2 separate regions of the Pan troglodytes genome follow, and region 1 is linked to region 2. Evidence: chromatin contacts called from public HiChIP or PLAC-seq data. All regions are on one chromosome and are shown on one strand. The core of a region is the stretch at or near the end of the contact, and the rest is flanking DNA. Distances in the headings are between cores, read along the strand shown.

Region 1 (4,240 bases), core at 738-3,237, 320 kb after region 2:
CTGGGCAACACAGTGAGACCCGCATCTCTACAAAAAATGAAAAAAATGAGCCGGGGGCAGTGGCACGTGCCTGTAGTCCCAGTCACTTGGGCTGAGGTGGGAGGATAGTTTGAACCTGGGAGGTCAAAGCTACAGTGAGGAGTGCCTACACTGCTGCACTCCAGCCTAGGTGACAGAGTGAGACCCTGTCTTTAAAAAAACAAAGAAAAAAAAAAGAATGATCCTGGGCATTGTTGGAACTCAGAAAGCAATACCCCAAAATGAAGACCTCAGAAGCAAAAGATTTTTCCCACCTTCTCCAACCCTCCTGTCTCTCAATCCCATTCTTCCCCCCACCCCCACCCCCACGGCTAGTCATAGAAACTGGAATCCGTCTTTCCCAAAGCAGGGCATAGAAACCAAAACCCCACCCTTTCCCAAAGCCAGCCACAAACCTAAAAATATTACTCTAACCTCCCTGCACCCCTTTCTGTGCAAATATTGGACATAGAGAAATTATCTGGCAGAGCGCAGTGGCTCACGCCTGTAATCCCAGCACTTTGGGAGGCCGAGGCGGGTGGATCACCTGAGGTCAGGAGTTCAAGACCAGCCTGGCCAACATGGTGAAACCCCGTCTCAACTAAAAATACAAAAAAAAAAAAAAAAAATTAGCTGGGCGTGATGGCGGGCGCTTGTAATCCCAGCTACTTCGGGAGGCTAAGACAGGAGAATCACTTGAACCCAGGAGGGGGAGGTTGCAGTGAGCCGAGATCGCACCATTGCACTCCAGCCTGGGTGACAAGAGCAAAACTCTGTCAAAAAAAAAAAAGAAGGAAAAGAAAAAGAAATTATCTGACCTACCTTGTTTAACTGTTGTAGGCCACAGCCCCCATTCCAGAGGGTCCTGTTCCGTACCCAGAAGGAATGAATGCTGCAGACAGGCCAAGGAGAATCTAGATAGGCCTTGCTGGGTTTCTTGCCTGTTTGCATCAGAGTGTTTTTTGTCCAGTCATTTTTTTTGAGACGGAGTCTCGCTCTGTCGCCCAGGCTGGAGTGCGGTGGCGCAATCTCGGCTCACTGCAAGCTCCGCCTCCCGGGTTCACGCCATTCTCCTGCCTCAGCCTCCTGAGTAGCTGGGACTACAGGCGCCCGCCACCACGCCTGGCTAATTTTTAGTATTTTTAGTAGAGACGGGGTTTCACTGTGTTAGCCAGGATGGTCTCGATCTCCTGACCTTGTGATCCGCCCGCCTCAGCCTCCCAAAGTGCTGGGATTACAGGCGTGAGCCACCGCGCCCGGCCTTGTCCAGTCATTTTTTTTATACGGCTGTCCATGCTTTGTTGAACCTAAGCATACAAATACACGATTTCCCTTGTTATCTTTGGGTCTTCATTCTGAAGGCTCCCGTGTCACATAAAACGATGGTCAAATCAATGTCTATGTCTTTTCTTCTATTAACTGCCTCCTGTCAGTGACTTTCAGCGAAACTTCAGAAGGTGAAGCGGAAGTTTTCCTTTTGCCCGGACAGCATCATCATTAATATCATTAATAAATATTCCCGCAGTATTTGGCCCTTGTATGTCCTTTGTATGGTGCTGGGGATACAATAACATATCACTGCAGAGATTTTCAAATGTAAAAGCAGAGAGATTATACTGATTTAAAAGCTAGATTCTGTCCTCAGCCTGGAGCTAGTCTGCATTTACGAAAACTTACTTTCCACTGCGGTAGACAGACGCTTTCTACTCCAGCGGAACTGTGCCTTTCCTCAAATCTAGTCTCAAATTTAGGTTCCTTTTCATTTTCTGTTATGGAAAGGCCCTCAGCGTATCCCAGGCTTTGGAGCCTTTTGTTAGTAGTCTGGCCCATGCATAATTTCCCCTTCCTCTGAATTATACATAGCACCTCACTAGTTATATTTTAATACACTTTCCTATGTCTCAGTGGTACTTTCCTATATTAATATATATCCCAGTTTAGTTTGGCTTTTAATTTCTTTTCTTCTAAGGGGATAGATGCGTTCTGTACCACCTTCTCGAGTACTAATGGTTAACTGGAATGAACACAAGCAACAAACCCTCCGGCCTGGAGCCCAAAACAACAGTCGCGGTTCTGCAACAGAAAAGGCTGCGCTGGCCCTGGGACCTGTCTCGGAAATGCTCCTCATCCATCTAGTTTCTCCCAGGACAACTAGGCCCAAACCCACGGGAATATACAGAGAGGCCTCGGGTCACAGACTTAAAGCTGTAAAAGGGAGGAGGCGACGGTCTGGTCCCAGTCACCGACCAGCCACCGACTACTAGGGCCCGAACCCGGGACTGCAGACGCGCCTCCCCGCCCTCCCTTCCGAGCTCCGCCTGGCGGCGGGCGTTGCTCCTGAGGGGCGGGGCTTCCGCTTCCGGCGGGGGATTGTTGACGCCTGCGGTTGCTGCGGTGGTGACGGGGCTGTTGGGGAGGGGCCATTGGGGGAGGGAAACGGAGCAGTGACAGGTATCCCGGAGGGTGCTGCTGAGGCGACGATGGCCGAGGGGCCCGAGGAAGCCCGAGGCCACCCTCCCGGGCAGGACGATGGCGGAGGGGACCACAAGCCCGTCCCTTCCCTGAGAGGCCCTCCTACCACCGCCGTCCCATGCCTCCGCGACGACCCCCAGGCCCCGGGCAGGCCCACAGCCCCGGGCCTCGCGGCCGCCGCCGCAGCCGACAAATTGGAGCCGCCGCGCGAGCTCAGGAAGCGCGGGGAGGCGGCCTCCGGCTCCGGTGCAGAGCTGCAGGAGCAGGCGGGCTGCGAGGCGCCCGAAGCCGCGGCGCCACGAGAGAGACCGGCTCGGCTGAGCGCCCGCGAGTACTCCCGGCAAGTGCACGAGTGGCTGTGGCAGTCCTACTGCGGCTACCTCACCTGGCACAGCGGCCTGGCCGCCTTCCCAGCCTACTGCAGCCCCCAGCCCTCCCCGCAGAGCTTCCCTTCGGGAGGCGCTGCAGTCCCCCAGGCCGCGGCGCCGCCGCCCCCGCAGCTGGGCTATTACAACCCTTTCTACTTCCTGAGCCCCGGGGCCGCGGGGCCTGACCCGCGGACAGCTGCCGGCATCAGCACCCCTGCTCCAGTCGCGGGCCTGGGACCCCGGGCTCCTCACGTGCAGGCGTCGGTCCGGGCCACTCCAGTGACGAGGGTAGGATCCGCAGCCCCTTCGCGAAGCCCGAGCGAGACCGGGCGACAGGCAGGTGAGAGGCGCGAGGTGGAGGCTGGGCGGAGTAGAAGGGTTTTCGGGGGCCTGTGGGGTAGAGCTGGCACGCTTTTTAGACCTGTAACTGCTGCTTCTACTCTGATTGACTATCCTGCCCGTTCACTAGCTATCGTTTGTCCAGGCCCTGAATTCCCAAAATGTACAAGGAGGCAATACAGTTTCTTCTTCCTTTAGACCTGGCACTCCAAATTGACTCCCTTACTCATGGGACTAGTTGTTTATTCGTGAAAAGAAATTGCTCTTCAAACCATCCTCTTCCTTTGGTTTTCACGCTCTGCAGTGAGAGCCAAAGCTAAATTCGCAAATGGCAAACCCACTTTTGGAGGGGCTCGACTGGTAATGCTGAAAATTATTCAGACATTGGCTACTTAGGACAGTGGAACTGAACGGATATAAAAGGAGATCGACATGGATACAAGTGGAGTTAGGAAGTTTTGATTGGGTCAAAGCTTCACTTCATTTGATCAATATCTTGTATATTGTGTAATTGTTTTTGCTTCTGTGTGTGAACTAGAATATTTTGAATTAGTTACACTTCTTAGTTTACTATTTAAACTATTAGTTAGACTTTTAGTTTATTTTAGTTAGCCACAGATAGATGGGACAAGAACTAGTTGATGCCTCTGATCCCAGTCAGAATTTAGGATGACAGATTGATACTCACTGGGTTTATTTTAAAGAAAGCAAAACAAACTAAAAAAACGGGTGGGGGGGGATTACAGGGATTTACTTTATACTAATTGCCAATATTTAACCTTGATTTGTACTAAAAAATGTTTAATTTTGTGTGACTTAGATGTGATCACCTGGATTCTCCTCATTAGAATTCCTAGTGAAATGTAGTGGGTACCCTAATCAAATTTATCTGTGAAATCAGTTTTCTAGGGGGAAAGTTGGGGGGGTTGGCACGCCCGGCTAATTTTTGTATTTTTTGTTGAGACGGGGTTTCGCCATGTTGGCCAGGGCCAGACTGGTCTCGAACTCCTGGCCTCAAGCAATCTGCCCGCCTCGGCCTCCTA
Region 2 (3,879 bases), core at 247-2,746:
TTAAATATTTTCATCCAAACCTCAAGTATGACTGATTGATTTTAAGGCCTAATTGAATGAATTCTCAATTAAAAGAAGTTGCAAAAAGCTGATGTAAAGTAATAAATATATATGGAGTGCCCTATGTTCTACAAATGTTTTCAGGTCTGCTGGTAGAAACCACTGGTTATGCAATAAGTTGATTTCAAAAATTATACCTTTTACATTTACATCCAGATAAAAACAGATGAGGTCAAGCCACTAAACATTCTTGTAATTCAAAGAGAAAGAAATAGATTAATTCTTTGTTTAGGGAAAAAAAAAAAAACAAGAACGACTTATGCTAAGACATCTGTACCAATCTTCCTGAATAACTAAGTTAGGGAGGAAAGACAAATTTGGTGACTGTGGGGGCTAAAGTACTAACTTATGGTCCTCTGAAATAGAAGGCGGTGCCTGATGGACATAGGTATCTCCGGTTACTTGGTTTGGCTGGGCGGTAGCAATTAAAGCTAATGGTTTTCCCAACTACACCCAAGCGCTAGATCTTTCTTTTCCTTCTGGCTCTACCTCTCTGATACTCCCCCGCACCGGCTTTTTGGGGCCAAAGAAAGTTGGGGCCCTCCTTCTCACTCTTCAGACCCCAGGGTGTCCAGCTTGGGTTTCGTTCGGCCGAGCTCCTTGACCCCCCGCGCCCGGGAGGGGATTGGCCTCTCAGCGAATCGCCCCAGGTCTCTGGGGACCCCAGTTCGCCAGTCCAGGTCGCCGGCCCTGTCACCGAGGCCTAACCCAAAAAGCTCGCGTCGTCCCCTCTGGAAAGCAACGCAGCTTCCTCCTTGGGCACAGTCCCCGCACCCTGGGTCCCGGCTGGTGCTGCGCCGGGTCCCTAAGACTTTGACTGGTTAGAGCAGGCGACGCCGAGAGCCAGGCCGCCTACAGGCGTTTCCAGCCCTACCCCATCGCCGGCTACAGAGCGGGAGCCCCGAGCCCCAGCGCCGCGCCGCGCGGGGAGAGAAGCAGCTGTTCCCAACAGCTGGGGGGCGGCGGCGCCCGGCGCCCCAGGTGCTGCCGCGGCCAATCGCAGGCGTCCGGCCCGCCCCCCTCCCCAGCCGGGCGTCGACCCCCGGCCCGCGGGGGAAGGGAGCAGAGAGGTGGAGAGCCGTCCTCGGCACTCGTCTTCCAGATCCCACGGCGGGAGGGACAGACCAGAGCCGAAGCTGCGCGGAGTTCCTCGCCCCTGGCCCCGCCGCCGCGCCCCCCGCCCGCTTCGGCGCTCGGACGCTCTTCCCGCGGACCCTCCCCACACCCCACCCAAGGCACCTGATTCCTAAGGAAGAAAAATCTACCTCTAAAGCACCCCCTTCTTCGCTTGAGGACTACCCTCTCTTTTCATTTTTTGCCTCCCCGCTGGGTGAGTGGAAACCGCTTGCACATTCTATAGAACCCGATTCTAATCCAGACGATCCGGAGAATTTGTACGGTGACCGGCAGGGGGGGCGGGAGGAGAGAGCGAAGTCAAGTCTCCAGGGCCGCTGGCGACTTCGGAAGCCGCGCGCCCGGCGCTCTCGGCCGCCCCCGGCCGCTCGCCCCCGCCGCGCCGCCGCCCTCGCCCCCGGGCTCGCCCTTGGCCCCCGGCGGCCGCGAAAGGGTGCGGGAGACGCGGAGCCGGAGGAGGAGGCGCAGCCGCTGCCCGAGCCGCAGCCGCAGCCGGAGCCGGAGCCCGAGCCGCGGGGCGGGCGCGAAGATGCACACGACCCAGAAGGACACGACGTACACCAAGATCTTCGTCGGGGGGCTGCCCTACCACACCACCGACGCCAGCCTGCGCAAGTACTTCGAGGTCTTCGGCGAGATCGAGGAGGCGGTGGTCATCACCGACCGGCAGACGGGCAAGTCCCGGGGCTATGGATTTGTAAGTTGCACGGACTGGGGGTGAGGGGGAGGGACGGAGTGGCGGCTGACCCCGGGGATCGGGAGCTTGGAGTGAGGGGCTCGGCGTGACCCGTGAGGAGCCCCGCGGGTAGAGCGGCGCTGCCCCTTCGCTCCGGGGTGAACTGAAACTTTGCTAGGGGAGAGGGCCGACGCCAGCCTCGCTGGGTTCGGAGAAGACCCAGCGCTGTGCGAGGTCGAGGGCCGGGCAGGGCAGAGCAGGGGTGGAAGGAGAGACCTGTAATGACGGCGGGATTTGGGGTGCGGAGGGTTGCGAGGGAGGGGCCGCAACCCCGAACAATTGCATTCCCGGGCTGGATGCCGGTTGTTAAGCGCGCTGTTGCTTTGTAAAAATGCGTGTGTTCTGGTGTTTTGGCTGGGGCAGGGAGGGGACACCCCACGAGGTCTGGGGCTGTTCCCCTTGTGTCATCCCCCCGCCTTTTAATTGCAAAGGTAGGTTCTTTTAAATCATGATCCTAGGGCTCTTTGCCGAACTGAAACAGAGCATATTAAGCTTCCTTCCTAGAGATTTAAGCGTGCAAATTCAGCTGCCGAAGAGCAGGGAGCCCCAGAGTAGGACAATAGCTATTGTCGTTGGGGAGTGTTTTCGAGGTTGGGAGCGTTGGGCGGATGTAAGGCTGGACTTTCTTTAAAGCAAACGGTGCCTCTGAGGCTGAGTAGGGACCTGGGGGGCGGGGGATTCGGGGGAAGGAGGATCTAGAGTTCCAAGAATTTAGGCTTCCAAATCTCAGCTAGGCCCTACTAACACCCTTAAGATTTCGGCGGTGGGGTTGGGGGAGGCAGGGTTAGAGGGTTTCTTTCTTTTTTCCTTCATCTACCCGCCCCCCCCCCACGCCCCCGCCCGCCTGTTAAAAATGGGAGATCAAGGAGGAGGGTCCAGCCAAAAGAAGCAAAGAATAGAAAGAAAGTTTGATCTCAGTTTTCTCATGAATGACTTCTCCATTGTGATTCTTGATTTCCTTCAGGGGTTAATTTAGAGGTTATGTATGTATCTCTGTGTGTGTCTGTTGCTAAGGTCACCATGGCTGACCGGGCTGCTGCCGAAAGGGCCTGCAAGGATCCCAATCCCATCATTGATGGCAGAAAGGCCAACGTGAACCTGGCATACTTAGGAGCAAAACCAAGGATCATGCAACCAGGTGAGAAATGTCTGTCTCCCCTACCCCCCTCTCCAAGAACCCCTCATTTATGGGTGGGATGATTCTCTAATTTAGAAGACATTGTCTCTTTCTGTAGATGTGTTTAGTAAACTTGAACCATGGCTTGTTATTCTACCAAGGCATTAAACATAAATGAGAGTTGTAAATACTCCTCTCAAGGCTTGAAATGTACCTGTGTGCAAAAATGGATCTTGGGGGTCGTGCAGGAAGAAGAGTTAGTTATGTCTCACCTGTTTCCTATGTGGCATACATTTGTAGTCTGCTCTCAATTTTCCAATTTTTAGCCACCTGTAGATAATTCACATGTGGATTATATAGGCCAAATTTGTCGACTTCAGCTAATATACTTCCCTACTTAGTGGTGTCTCTCCTTTTAGCACCAGTTGCACTGTGCTCAGAGCAGGCAATCTGACTTGAACACAGACCCAAGGGAAGCATTAAGGGGTAGGGGCGATGTCCAAATGGTAAAGGTTTTGTTTTTTTTTTGAGGTGGAGTTTCGTTCTTGTTGCCCAGGCTGGAGTGCAATGGCGTGATCTAGGCTCACTGCAACCTCCGCCTCCTGGGTTCAAGTGATTCTCCTGCCTCAGCCTCCCAAGTAGCTGGGATTACAGGAATGTGTCACCACACCCAGCTAATTTTGTATTTTTAGTAGAGACGGGGTTTCACTGTGTTGGTCAAGCTGGTCTTGAACTCCTGACCTCAGGTGATCCACCCGCCTTGGCCTCCCAAAGTGCTGGGATTACAGGCGTGAGCCACCGCGCCTGGCCCAAAATGGTAAACCTTCAACAT

The links. HiChIP or PLAC-seq counts read pairs in DNA pulled down with a chosen protein or histone mark.
Region 1: an H3K4me3 HiChIP or PLAC-seq map of stem cell-derived excitatory neurons shows a contact between it and region 2, with 3 times the contacts expected there. The contact joins the promoter of FAM8A1 here to the promoter of RBM24 in region 2.

The regions. Positions count from the first base shown.
Region 1 is chr5:23,557,567-23,561,806 of NHGRI_mPanTro3-v2.0_pri, forward strand. It overlaps FAM8A1 (family with sequence similarity 8 member A1), which reads left to right and starts at 1,988. Exons shown (of 5, transcript XM_527239.7): 1 at 1,988-3,198. The coding sequence starts at 2,499. LOC104006735 (a long non-coding RNA gene) reads right to left here and starts at 930. Exons shown (of 2, transcript XR_008548430.2): 1 at 841-930.
Region 2 is chr5:23,241,952-23,245,830 of NHGRI_mPanTro3-v2.0_pri, forward strand. RBM24 (RNA binding motif protein 24) reads left to right here and starts at 1,497. Exons shown (of 4, transcript XM_001175216.8): 1 at 1,497-1,891; 2 at 2,945-3,068. The coding sequence starts at 1,724.